2 separate regions of the Zea mays genome follow, and region 1 is linked to region 2. A link is a contact called in public Hi-C data. All regions are on one chromosome and are shown on one strand. The core of a region is the stretch at or near the end of the contact, and the rest is flanking DNA. Distances in the headings are between cores, read along the strand shown.

What was found. Hi-C and Micro-C count contacts between places; a contact is called where the count stands out from the background.
Region 1: a contact with region 2 is called in a Hi-C map of tassel, with 5 times the contacts expected there. The contact joins the promoter of LOC103634962 here to the enhancer-like site in region 2. A contact is called at or near these places in 3 of 25 Hi-C or Micro-C datasets (bundle sheath, ear and tassel).

The regions. Positions count from the first base shown.
Region 1 is chr8:24,585,668-24,591,686 of Zm-B73-REFERENCE-NAM-5.0, forward strand. LOC103634962 (SCAR-like protein 2) reads left to right here and starts at 1,925. Exons shown (of 10, transcript XM_008657535.4): 1 at 1,925-2,726; 2 at 3,744-3,907; 3 at 4,057-4,180; 4 at 4,240-4,372; 5 at 4,476-4,579; 6 at 4,703-6,019. The coding sequence starts at 2,539.
Region 2 is chr8:24,119,493-24,125,225 of Zm-B73-REFERENCE-NAM-5.0, forward strand. No RefSeq gene overlaps it. Among protein-coding and RNA genes, the nearest start is that of LOC111590012, 3.2 kb to the left of the region's middle. Within about 2 kb of position 3,554, at least 18 of the 20 cell types and tissues checked have an H3K27ac peak or open chromatin away from gene starts, as enhancers often do. A contact at or near this core is called in bundle sheath, ear and tassel, where this site is marked.

The sequences.
Region 1 (6,019 bases), core at 675-3,174, 460 kb after region 2:
GAGGCACGAAAAGGCTCATATATTTATTAAAACCACACTTCATTCCACATTTCATATACTTGATAAAGAACACAAAGCTAGAGATAATGTTAGTTAGATGTTTTTGGTAGCTTTGAATTAGAGTATGTGATGTAATTTTACTTTTGTTATGAACATTAGACAATAAATTGAACTTACGAACTTTGTATAGAGCTGATTATACTCTTTTTTCTCCTAACAAAATGATTTGTAAACGAGGTAGTCATTGCATAGTTGTGGTAAATTTAATACAAATATTAAGTTTGCTTTTGTTCATATTTATTTGTCTTATCTTTTATTTGTTTTATTATTTTTTGAATTTAGGGCTCTGATGTGAATTTTAGGCCAAAAATTGAATTTCGGGCCCTAATGTGAATTTCAGGCTTTTATAATTTCGGGCCGGCCGAAATGAGCCCGACACGTTTAAGCAATTACGGGTCGGGCCGTGGACCGAAAGCTAGGCTCATGGGTCGGTCCGGGACGGCCCGAAATTCAAATAATACGGGCCTTTTCGGGCTTGGGCCGGCCGGGCGGCCCGAATGTACACCTATACCTCCATCTTTGTATTTGTCCGTCGCTACTCGCTACAGGTGCCATTATGCCAACAACCGAAACAGAATTCGACGCCCTTTCTTCCGTTGGAACTTGGAACCAGGTAAAGGCGGTTTCTATAAGACCGTCTTCAGCAACAGCCTCTATATTCATCTTTTATATCCGTTATTTACAGTCTTCTCTAATAATTTCATTCTCTATATCTTCTTCCTCTCCAATAACACTCTCTATACTCAAATATCTATGTTAAAGATATTTTATTTTTATTTTTTTACATACGTATTTGTAATACTCTCAAATGTATTGTACAAATTTTAGTTTTTCTAAACCGTTTATTTAAAGTATTTAAATAAATAGAGGTCCGTTTAGAGAAATTATAAATATATATAGAGAATCTAGCAGCATCCTCTTAATTTAGAGTATCGTTTAAAGAACGCTGCTGTAGAGCATGGATAACTGTTTGATCCTCTATATTTAGAGTAGATAACTTTTTAGAGGTCTTTGCTGGATCCACCATGTGTCGTCTATGGCTCGATGCTCATTTCCGCGTCCGCCCTCAGCCTTAGATTTGTCTAACGTATTAGGCCAGCCTGAGATTTAAGAAGTTTTTTTGTTAAAAAACAATCACTAAATATATATATATATATAATACTTTCATCAATTATATCTTCAAATAACTTCATTATAAAAATATATTTTATGATCAATCCGGTGTACGGACTGTACATCATAGAAAACACAGTTCCATTTTATATGCATCTAATCAAACATCTTTAAACAAAAAAAATTAAAGAAAGCCCCAATGTCCCCCCTTTTAGATTACATTACGTTACATTCCACGGGATCATTGAGCTAGCTAGAACAGGAACCACTGGCACCTGCTCAGCCGCCGCCATCATTAGTCATGCCCGACGGACCTCACATCAAGTACAAAAGCGCTCACGTAAACACTTGACCCAATAATTAGATCTACCCTAAGATCCGCCCACCCTCCTCCCAAAGGACATCTCAAAAGAAAAGAATGGCAGGCAGGTTGCCCGCCTGCAATGATTTAGGCAAGCTCTGTAACAACACAAACATTGTGTTTGTACGTACGTACACTTTTTTTTATATTTCACTCGCACAGTTTGACAAAAGGGGGAAAAAACAACAACACTCCAGTGAATTATTAAGAAAGGACTAATAATGTATAGAAGAAGCATCATCTCAATTCTCAAGCGCGGCGCGGCTGACATGACCAGGCCACCACCAAACACTAGACTGGACTGGCCCAAATCGCATGCCCCAAGATTTGATTCTGTTCAGGTCCCAAAGTCCACGGTGAACAACAACACGGCCGGCCGGCAGAAACCGCGGCCTGACCCGGCGGACGCGGGCACTGACTGACCGGAACAAAGGAAAGCCAAGCAGCAGCCGCACCGGCGCACGCACCCACGGCCACGACCCACCTGCGGGCGGCGCTCAACCCGAGTGGATGTGGACGGAGCCGCCCGCAGGCCGCACGACAGACAGAGATAGAGAGAGAGCACAGGCGGCCACGCCCGCTCCTACCACCGCACCGCATCGCCACTTACCCCTCGTGCCGCCGCGCTGCCTTTTCCTCCCCGCGTCCCTTTCGTCCCTCACCTTGTCGGAGACCGACGCACCCCCCCTCTCCGCTCTCCGCTCCTCCTCCCCACACCCCACCCCACCCGCTCTCCAGTCCACCTCACGCTCACACTCCCGCAGCCCGCCCGCCAGCCGCCATCCTGCTGCCACCTCTTTCTTCCTTGCGGGGGCGGCAACCAGGCGCACGGCACCTGCTCCCTCCCACTCCCACTCCCACACCGCGCCAGCCACCAGAATAAAGCAGCCGTTGCGGCGTCGCGTCGGCGAGCACAGCGCAGCGCAGCGCGCAGCGGCCCGGGTGCATGAGGAGGGGGCGGCGGCTGCCGAGGCCGAGGCTGTGACGAAGGAGCGCGGAGGGCGATGCCGCTGGTCAGGTTCGAGGTGCGGAATGAGGTGGGGCTGGGGGACCCCGGCCTCTACGGCGGCGGAGCTGCCGCTGCCGCCGCCGCCACCGCCGCCGCGGGGGAGGAGGAGCCCAAGGCGCTGCTCGAGGGCGTCGCCGTCGCGGGCCTCGTCGGGATCCTGCGCCAGCTCGGAGATCTCGCGGAGTAAGGCCCTGCTCCCTCCCTCCCTCGCTGCCTCCTCCTCCTGCCCGGTCTATGCGCGCCTTCGACCTGCCGCCCGCCGGTGCGCGTCTCTGTGGTCTGGTTCCCGCCTGGATCTGCTACGCTACGTGTTTAACGGCTCCCGGCGGGGATGGTTGGGTTTTTTGGGCTCGGCCCTGTGGTTGGGACTTGGGATTGGGAGAATGGGAGTGAGATGAAGTAGTGGGATCTGTTAGAGCAGTGTTGAGGTGGTTGAATTCGCTTAGGGTGAACGAGCGCTGTGATGTGCCATAGCAACAGGAACTGTTAGAGCAGTGTTTGCGTGTGCCGGCTGTTCAAAATTGTGGCACTATCTGGGAATGATTTGGATGTCCTTCTGTAGCAGCGGCGGTCTTTGGGTTTTTTTTTTCTGAGGTCTAGTGTTAGGACTGGATTGGATGGCGCTAAGGTTTCAGGTTTCCGGAGCGGCATATGGCATAACAGCTATATCTGCTGGGATCATTCAGCTGGTTTTTTTCGGCCGCATTCGCTCTTTAGAGGAGGACACACTTTCCTGAATCAGTGCTGATTGGCTTTGTTTCTCGGGTGCGACATGGAGGTCTTAAGTAAGATCTTGTCTTAGCTTACAATTTATGTTTGCAGAAAGTCTCTTTTTAATCTTGTATTCTTATATGAAGCAACTAGTGAGTTTTGAAAGGCTCTGTTTTAGAATTTAGATTGCTTAGCGGCTGTCTGACTGGACGCATTTTTGTTGGCTTGATGTTGGTAAATGTTTGTCTCAAGAGTTCTTTGCTAATTTTGGCTGGAGAATCTCCATGGGTTCTGGTAATTGCCATTTCTTGCTAGGGCAAAACTGTTGCCACTCCGAGGGGGTTTGTTTTTGTCTGTTAATGCTTCTATCATTTTTTCCCTTTGTATAACCTATGGACAGTTTACTTACGTACTGTGTTCCTTGATATACTAATAAATCTTAAAAAATAATATTTGGTGAAATTGATGTGCTAGCTTTGGTCATACCAGATTCGCGGCTGATGTTTTCCATGACCTACACGAGCAAGTTATAGCTACATCTGCTAGGGGTCGCAAGGTGCTGACTCGAGTACAGAACATCGAAGCAGCACTTCCATCTCTCGAAAAGGCTGTGAAGAATCAGAAGAGTCACATACATTTTGCCTATGTTCCGGGTAATTATTTATTCATTACTCCATTGATGTCTAAAAGTACCCTGATCATGATTGTCCATTATAGTATTTGAATGTCTCTCTTGTCCATCTTGAATTCTTTGAGATCAATATTATCTTGCAATCTTACAGAATTTACTAATAAAACACAGGCTCTGATTGGCACACTCAGCTTCAAAATGAGCAAAATCACCTGCTAGCGACTGATCTGCCTCGTTTTATGATGGATTCGTATGAAGAATGCCGAGATCCGCCACGGCTTTACCTTCTTGATAAGTAAGGGCTGAAGCTTTCCTTAATAAACATTTTTCATATCTAAAATTATTTCCTTCCAGATTTGACAATGCTGGTGCGGGGGCTTGTGTAAAGAGATATTCTGATCCATCTTATTTCAAGAAAGCATGGGATACGATGAGAGCAGATAAGAATGCTAATGTACAAAGAGAAAAGAGATCACAGAAAATTAAGGTTATATTCATTCTCAGTGTCTGAAGTCGATATATGTGCTTAGTAATATTTTTTCATGTTGGGATTTGCCGAAAGACTTAATAGAGCTTATGAACTTATACAGAGAAAAGGATCACGACTAAGGGAACCATATCATGGACAAGCCATGCCTAGGCATAGGGGCACTGAATTTCAGCGATCACTTACTGCTGGCCAACTTGTTAACAGGTGTTGCACATCCCATACTTTAAGATACAATAATTTTGTATCCGTGATCATCTTCTATGGCTGTTCCCTTCTTATATTTGAATGGCACATCCAGAACAGCATTTTTAATAGTGTATTTTCCAGCAGGCAGTTTGCATCTCCCAGCAACGATGGTCAGGGTATCTCAGAGCATAAGTCTACACCTGATGCAAGATCTAATCCTGACAATATGAGCAGATCTTCTTCTCTTAGTTCGAAGACACAACTGAGTTCAGTAGAACAAGCTATCGATACAAAACCTTCTGCAGTTTCTCATGAGAATGGCCATGGGAAGTCATTGGATACTAAGTTGCACAAGCCTGGTGGTCTGCCTTCGCCCGTACTGCTTAACAGCACCACTGTGGATGATCATAGTGACCATTTGAAGCAAGGTTCCCCGCCAGATGGTATGGTTGCTAGATCACCTTATGTTAAATGGGATGAAAAGACTGCAATTATCATGTCTACAAGTTCTATCTACTGTGACGATGTTGTTATGGATGAGGTTGAAGATGCAGAACCTACTTGTATTAGCTCTGTGCAGAAAGAAACTGACCATAAGGTAATGGATACATTGCACCAGCAAGATGCCTTACTTAAAAAGACAAAATCACTGTTAGTGCCATCAGTCTTGAACCACCATGATGACATTCCAGGAGAAGCCGACAACTACATGGATGCACTTAATACACTTGAATCTGAGACAGAAACAGAATCTGAATTTCAAACTAAAAATCGGGTGCCAGCACCTTCCTTCAAAGCTGAAGCCCCTCAAGTGGGGGCAATTGACAATATTGTTCCACAGTGTCTTGATTCCTCTGCTGCTGACTTTATTGACACATGTCAAGAATCTGATATTATTTGTACTTCTGAAAGAGCAATTGATTTTCCCAGTTTGTCAAATGCAGATTCTCTTGAGGTTTCACAACTAGAACTTTCAGATTATACGTCTGTAAGCCCCTATAAAGAGTCATCTGTCATCACTAATATCCACGAGAGTGGTGCAGAGGGTGCTCGTGGAGATCCTTGTGAGATTATAGAGCCTCTGCAGGTCCATTCAGCCATACTTGCCAATGATGGTTCCCCTGTTTGCAATGAAATACCAAAGAGTAAGCCAGATGATGATCTTGGGTATTTTCAAGAGATTCCTCAACCAGGTTTCTCCACCTGTATGGTTATTCCATCAAACAAAGAGTCTGCTGTTGCCAACAAAAACCTTGAAGGTGACGCAGAAAGTGATGATGATCTTATTGATGGTACCGCTGATAATGTTGTATCGGGACCTAAGATTGCCAACATGGTAGTTGATGAGGTGGGTTTCAAGATGGCACCTGCTAATAGAAGTTCACCTGGTGACCCCTCTGATGACTCATGTGTCATTCCTGAAAGTAGGCCTCAGGATTATGCTGTAAAGAGCTATGA
Region 2 (5,733 bases), core at 2,304-4,803:
GCCGTCCGCCGCCTTCTCGACGACCTCAGCATCAGGGGGCTCGGTCTTGCCGTTGATGTGCCCCTCGTAGCGAGCACCACGGATGACGGCGAGGATCTGCGCTTTCCATATCGCATGATTGGTCTTGGATAACTTTTCGGTCACCTGGAAAACGAAGAAGGGATTGGTGGCGATGCTTGAACCCGTCGCCATGGAACACTAGGCTCTGATTACCATGTGAGAATTTCAGAGGTGCTTGGAAGGTGGAAACGCCGGAGACAGACGTGTTGCGTGTTGATTTTTCTGAGTGGCTGGAAAAGGCCCAACCGTGGCTTACATAGAGGATGGGAGGAGATGATTGAGGAGATAAAATAGAAACAAACTATTTCTTTCTTTTACAATTCCTAACTACCATATCTCCTGGCCTTTTCTATCTTTGGTTTACATATTCTAACAACATGTACATCGATCCTTGCAGTCCCATCAGCATCGTGACAGCCATAGATGATAGATAGATACATACACATAAACCGACGGCACCCAGTCGACGGGGGAGGAGGAAACACGGGTAGCGTGCGTAGCCGTAGCCCGTAGACGGCAGCTGTGTGGGTCTCTCTCAACGGCTCAACGCGTCACGTACGACGGAACGGCAGGGGCTCGTTTCAACGCCCTGGGTGTTGCTGTTGCCAGCTCACGAGCCTCGCACTCGCAGAGTCGCAGCAGTCGCGGTGGTGTGGTGGCTTGGCTGCGTACGATCGATAACTGTAAACTGCCAGAAGATGGATGGAGTAGGAGCCCGCGGGCCGCGGCAGCAACAGTTACAGCAAGCAAGCAGCCGGGGGCAAAGCGAGCTAGCTGGTGCTCCGGCAGCGCGGCCCCACCGCCGGTTTGTTTAGCCCGGGGCCCCACCGCCGGTAATTGTTATCAGCGCCTAATAATTGGTCTCGGACGCCTCACGTCACATGCGTCCTCGCTGTACATACGTTGCGGCACCGACCGTTACGCCCCTCTCCTCCGTCCTCCCTGTGGTGCGAGGCTGTGGCTGTGGCTGTGGATGTAGCCAGCCAGCCAGCGGTGGCTGCGGTCGCCGTCGCCCGGCCGGGGAGACAGGTCGGCCGCTAGCTGAGGCGACGTCGTCGGGGCGATGGTCCAGCGTCCAGCTAAGACGGACGGGACGGAGCACGAGCGGAGCGGCGCGGCGCACGCCGTAGCCCGTAGAGTTGGTTTGGTTGGTCTAGAATCCAGATCGCACACGTTCGTCCGTTCGCATGCATGTGCCGTGCCGGCCGGCCCGGTGGCGGTGGCGAGGCCGAGGCCGGGCTTTTTCCTGTAGCGTCGCGGTCCTCCGTCCGTCCGTCCGATCCACCAGCTCCATGCACTGCATTGCGTCTCATGTTCTCATCTCATCTCCGGCAAGCCACGGTATGTACAAGTACACCGATTGGATCTGGATGAGAGGGTGACTGGATCGTGCATGTGGTCGGTCAAAGCTGCGGGAGGCGGCTGTCACGGCTTCTCGCTCGCTGGCAGTCAAATCCGCGCCTCGGCGGCGGGTGCAGACACGCAGTCAAACCTGGTTTTGGGGGACATCTCTGCTCGTCCAAGTTAACCAGGCTGGCGATGGCCAACGAGCTAGGTAGCTAGGCCATGGCCTGATGGCCAATTGGCCATTGCATTGCATTGCACCTTTCGATGGAAAAAGCATCAGTGGCAGTATAAACAAAGCCCTCCCGTGCCGAGAACGTCCGGGACCTTTCGGAAGACCCGGAGCCCCTGCCGCCGCCTGCGCCTCCCAGCCAGCGACCGGCCGTCGTCGTCTCTCGGAGCCGCAGCCGCTGCAGCAGTGTCCAGCGTGGCGCAGCGGCACAGGTCGGCCGGCGCAGGCAGCAGCTACTACTCCTACACGGGCTACGCCATGACCGGGGGCGGCGAATAGGCTTTGACTGCACCTACACCCTTGTCCGCGTCCAGAGTCCAGACATAATCGAAGATTTTTTTTCCTGTGGATTACGATGGCATGGGAGCCATTTTCGCCTAGGATAATTAGGGGTGTTTGGTTTATAAGGACTAATGTTTAGTTCCTAGATTTTATTTTATTTTAGTTCCAAAATTACTAAATATAGAAACTAAAACTTTATTTTAGTTTTTATATTTAGCAATTTATACACTAAAAAGAAATAAAATAAAGGGACTAAACATTAGTCCCTATAAATCAAATACCCCTTAATCTCTCTGCCCTACTTCCGCCTTCCGGTAGGTACAGGCAGGCACCTACAGTGCCGTGCAGGTCTGCAGCACCGCCATGCTGCGAACCGCTGCCGGGGAAGTACACATGCGACGACAAGTCGCGAGCGGAGCGGCCGCCGGCCGGGCAGGCAAAGCTATTTATTCCGTGATGTGAATGCTCAGTGCTCTACTGCGCACAGCGACGACCGCGACGTCGCGCCATCAGCAGCAGCAGCAGCTCGCTTGCGGAACTTGACTGCCATCTATCTGCCTCTCTCTGTACCAACTGCTCTGTGACCAGTTATTAATTTATTATCTTTATATTCTTCTTTTTTTTTTAAAAAAAGAACTTCTCTACTCGGACAGAAAACACACGCTTTTAGATGACTTGATCCCTCGAGTGCAGATTAAAAAGCCGGCTTCTCCGCGCTGCAACTCTTCACTCAGCCATGTGAGCTAGGGAGCTAGCTGCATGTAAAAAAGATAGAGAGAGGTATGTTGGGGCGAACGCGAAGACGCCATCCTTCACTTGATGCCTTCGTCAATCTCACCGAACCAACGGAGGCTAAATGGTCGGCAGTTTCCACCCTTCGTCCAATACGCTGCAAGACGAAGACCTACGACGAGGTCGCTCCGTCTCACGGCCTCGTCCAACGCGAAGACCCACATAGAATTCGGCCTATTGTAATAGGCCCCGCGCGGCCGAGGGCATTACGGGCCCAGTTTGTGAAAGCTTTTATGTAATGACAGTTTGTAACCCTACTTTATTGGAATATTCCGGGGATGACCTAGGTGCCTGAGGGCACATGCGTCCTTAATCCATGACGCTGGGCACTCGGACACCTATAAATACCCCCGTACAGTGCCTTTGAGAGGCTAGATTAACAGAGCAATTGCCTTCTTGAGCTAAAACCTTGTTTGTATCCCTTTCACTTTTCTGTTGGATCAACTTGCTCGAGAGAGCAAGTTCCAAAAAGACAAAAAAAAAACCTAACTTGAGTCAGTGGAAATTGGAAAAGAGCATAAGTACCAAAGAGAATTGGAAAAGAGCATAAGTACCAAAGAGACATAGGTAGAGAGAAACCTAACTCGAGTAGCAGGGAGCATGCACTCCGTATTATTGTCCTCTTTTCTCCTCTCTCCGAATATAGGATACTGTCACGATCTGATCGGGAACAGGACTACAGCTACTGCTGCTACAGGAGTACTGGTAGTGGTAGCTACTAGGGTTCATCATCGAATCTAACGACAAGCTGGAGACGCCGTTAATCACGGCACAGGCGCGGTGGATCATGTGGTGGGGCCATCATCGCCATCGGCTGAGTTGAGTGCCGTCGTCGTCCGTCCAGAACAGGCGCAGGCAGGACAGATGGTGTCACATCCCGCATTGACCGGAACAGGGCGCCTGACCCTGACCCCGACCCCCTCGGCGCCGATGTGTCGAACCCGCCGGCTCGGCGCCCCATCCGTGAGTCCGTGACCCGGACGCGGGATCGGCTGCTGGCACGGAGACGTTCAGCGGCAGCGCTGCGTCCTGCTGCCACCCCTCTTCTGTTTGGCTGTTTGGGAACGCAGTGCTGCAGCTGCAGCCTGCAGTAGCGGCCGAAAAGGAAGGATGGGCGTGTCCACTCTTCGCTCGCTCTTCGCGAAGAAGAGGACGAAAGGGTGCTTGGAGGCCTTCTGAAAGGCCTACCGGGCCTCTGTTTTTGGGCCTGTGTTTCACGGAGCAAATTTCGGGCTGCCTTCACTCTCCCTACTGGGCCAAGGAGGACGACAAGCATGGCTTATATAGCTTCATGCTTTCTGCTTGCTGCACTTATGCACTCGACTCCTTGGCTCGATGCTATCTATCTACTGTCTGCGAGTTCCTTCCAAACAAAAACATACTATTAGGACTACTTTGAAAACTCTAATTTCCTAAGGATATTGGAGAGGAAATTAGTTTATTTATACCTCAATCTTCTCCAATCCAAAAGAGGATTTAAAGTTTCCAAAGTAGTCTCAAGAGATTTTTATTTTCCTAAGGTAAAATAAATTAATTTCTCTTAAAAAATGAAAATTTATTGGAAAAAATAGGGTTTCCAAACTAACCCTCACCGTGGGACGGTGGGAGCGTAAGAACCAGTCACTTATCCCAGTAGAGAATGACGTTAACGGTCTCTCTCTCTCTCTATCTGAAAGCAGTACGTTCCTGTACTTGCATAGTTGCATGACATGCAGAAATAGCGCAGTGTCGCTGCCCCGCTGCGTGCCGATTGTCGTAAAACGTCCATGTCTGTACGTGCCAGCCCCAGCCAGCCTTTACAGAGACAAACGCTCCAGCTAGTTACTACTAAGTATCCAGCTAACAACAGCCTTTGGGTTTTCCCATAACTTTTACAATACACTAAAATATATAGGGCTGGACAAAATGCCCGTGGCTCGTCGGCTCGTTCGATTCGGGATGAGCTTGATTGAATCAGGTCATTTGATTTTTCTTTTCACGAGCTGAGCTGATAATCTAGCTCGGTTCGTTAGTAAGCCAGTTCGGTTTGTTAACGAGCTAGCTCGCGAGCTAAACGAGCTATCACATTTCAGCAAAAACAAAACTATATGTATATCATTTACGTACCATTGATGAACACGCTATATATATGTGTGGTGTCTATGACATATGAGTTAAACTAATGATGGATGAATTTGAGAACACCTAGAGGGGGGTGAATATGTATTCTTGTAAAATCAAACACTAAATAGCCACAAACTTGGTTATTAAAGTGTTAGTGCGACTAAGTAGCTTTGGAGCGAGTTCTTGTGAACACAACAATCACAGAGAAAGCAACACAAGAGACACACGATTTTTATCCCGTGGTTCGACCAAGTAACACTTGCCTACTTTCACGTTGTGGCGTCCCAATGGACGATGGTTGCACTCAACCCCTTTCAAGTGATCCGATGATCAACTTGAATACCACGATCTTTTCCTTTAGAGTATTTTCCCGTTTGCGAGGAATCTCCACAATTTGGAGCCTCTCGCCCTTACAAAGTTATGATCACAAAGAAAGCACAAGAGTAAGGATGGGAGAGCAATGCACACAAGACTCAAATCCGCAGCACAACCACGCACACAAGAGAAGAAGTGAGCACACAACCATAGCGCGAGGAGTTTACAACTCGAAGTGCTCAAATCTCAAGAACTATGATCCGATTGCGTGAGTGCAAAGTCTAGGTGCCTTAGGATGTTTCTTGTAAGCTTAGTATCCTGCTCCATGCGCCTAGGGGTCTCTTTTATAGCTCCAAGGCAGCTAGGAGCCGTTGAAGATCAATTTGGAAGGCCATCCTTGCCTTCTGTCAAGTGGTGCACCGGACAACCACTGTTCATGTCCGGTGTGCGATCTCCTTCCATATTGGGCGCAATCGACCGTTGCTCCTCAGGGCTGGTTGGTGCACCGGACACTGTCTGGTGCACAACGGACAGTCCGGTGCACCCAGCCGACAGTTGGAGCGAGCCACGTGTCGCGCGCTGATCGCGCGGACGACCGTTGCCGC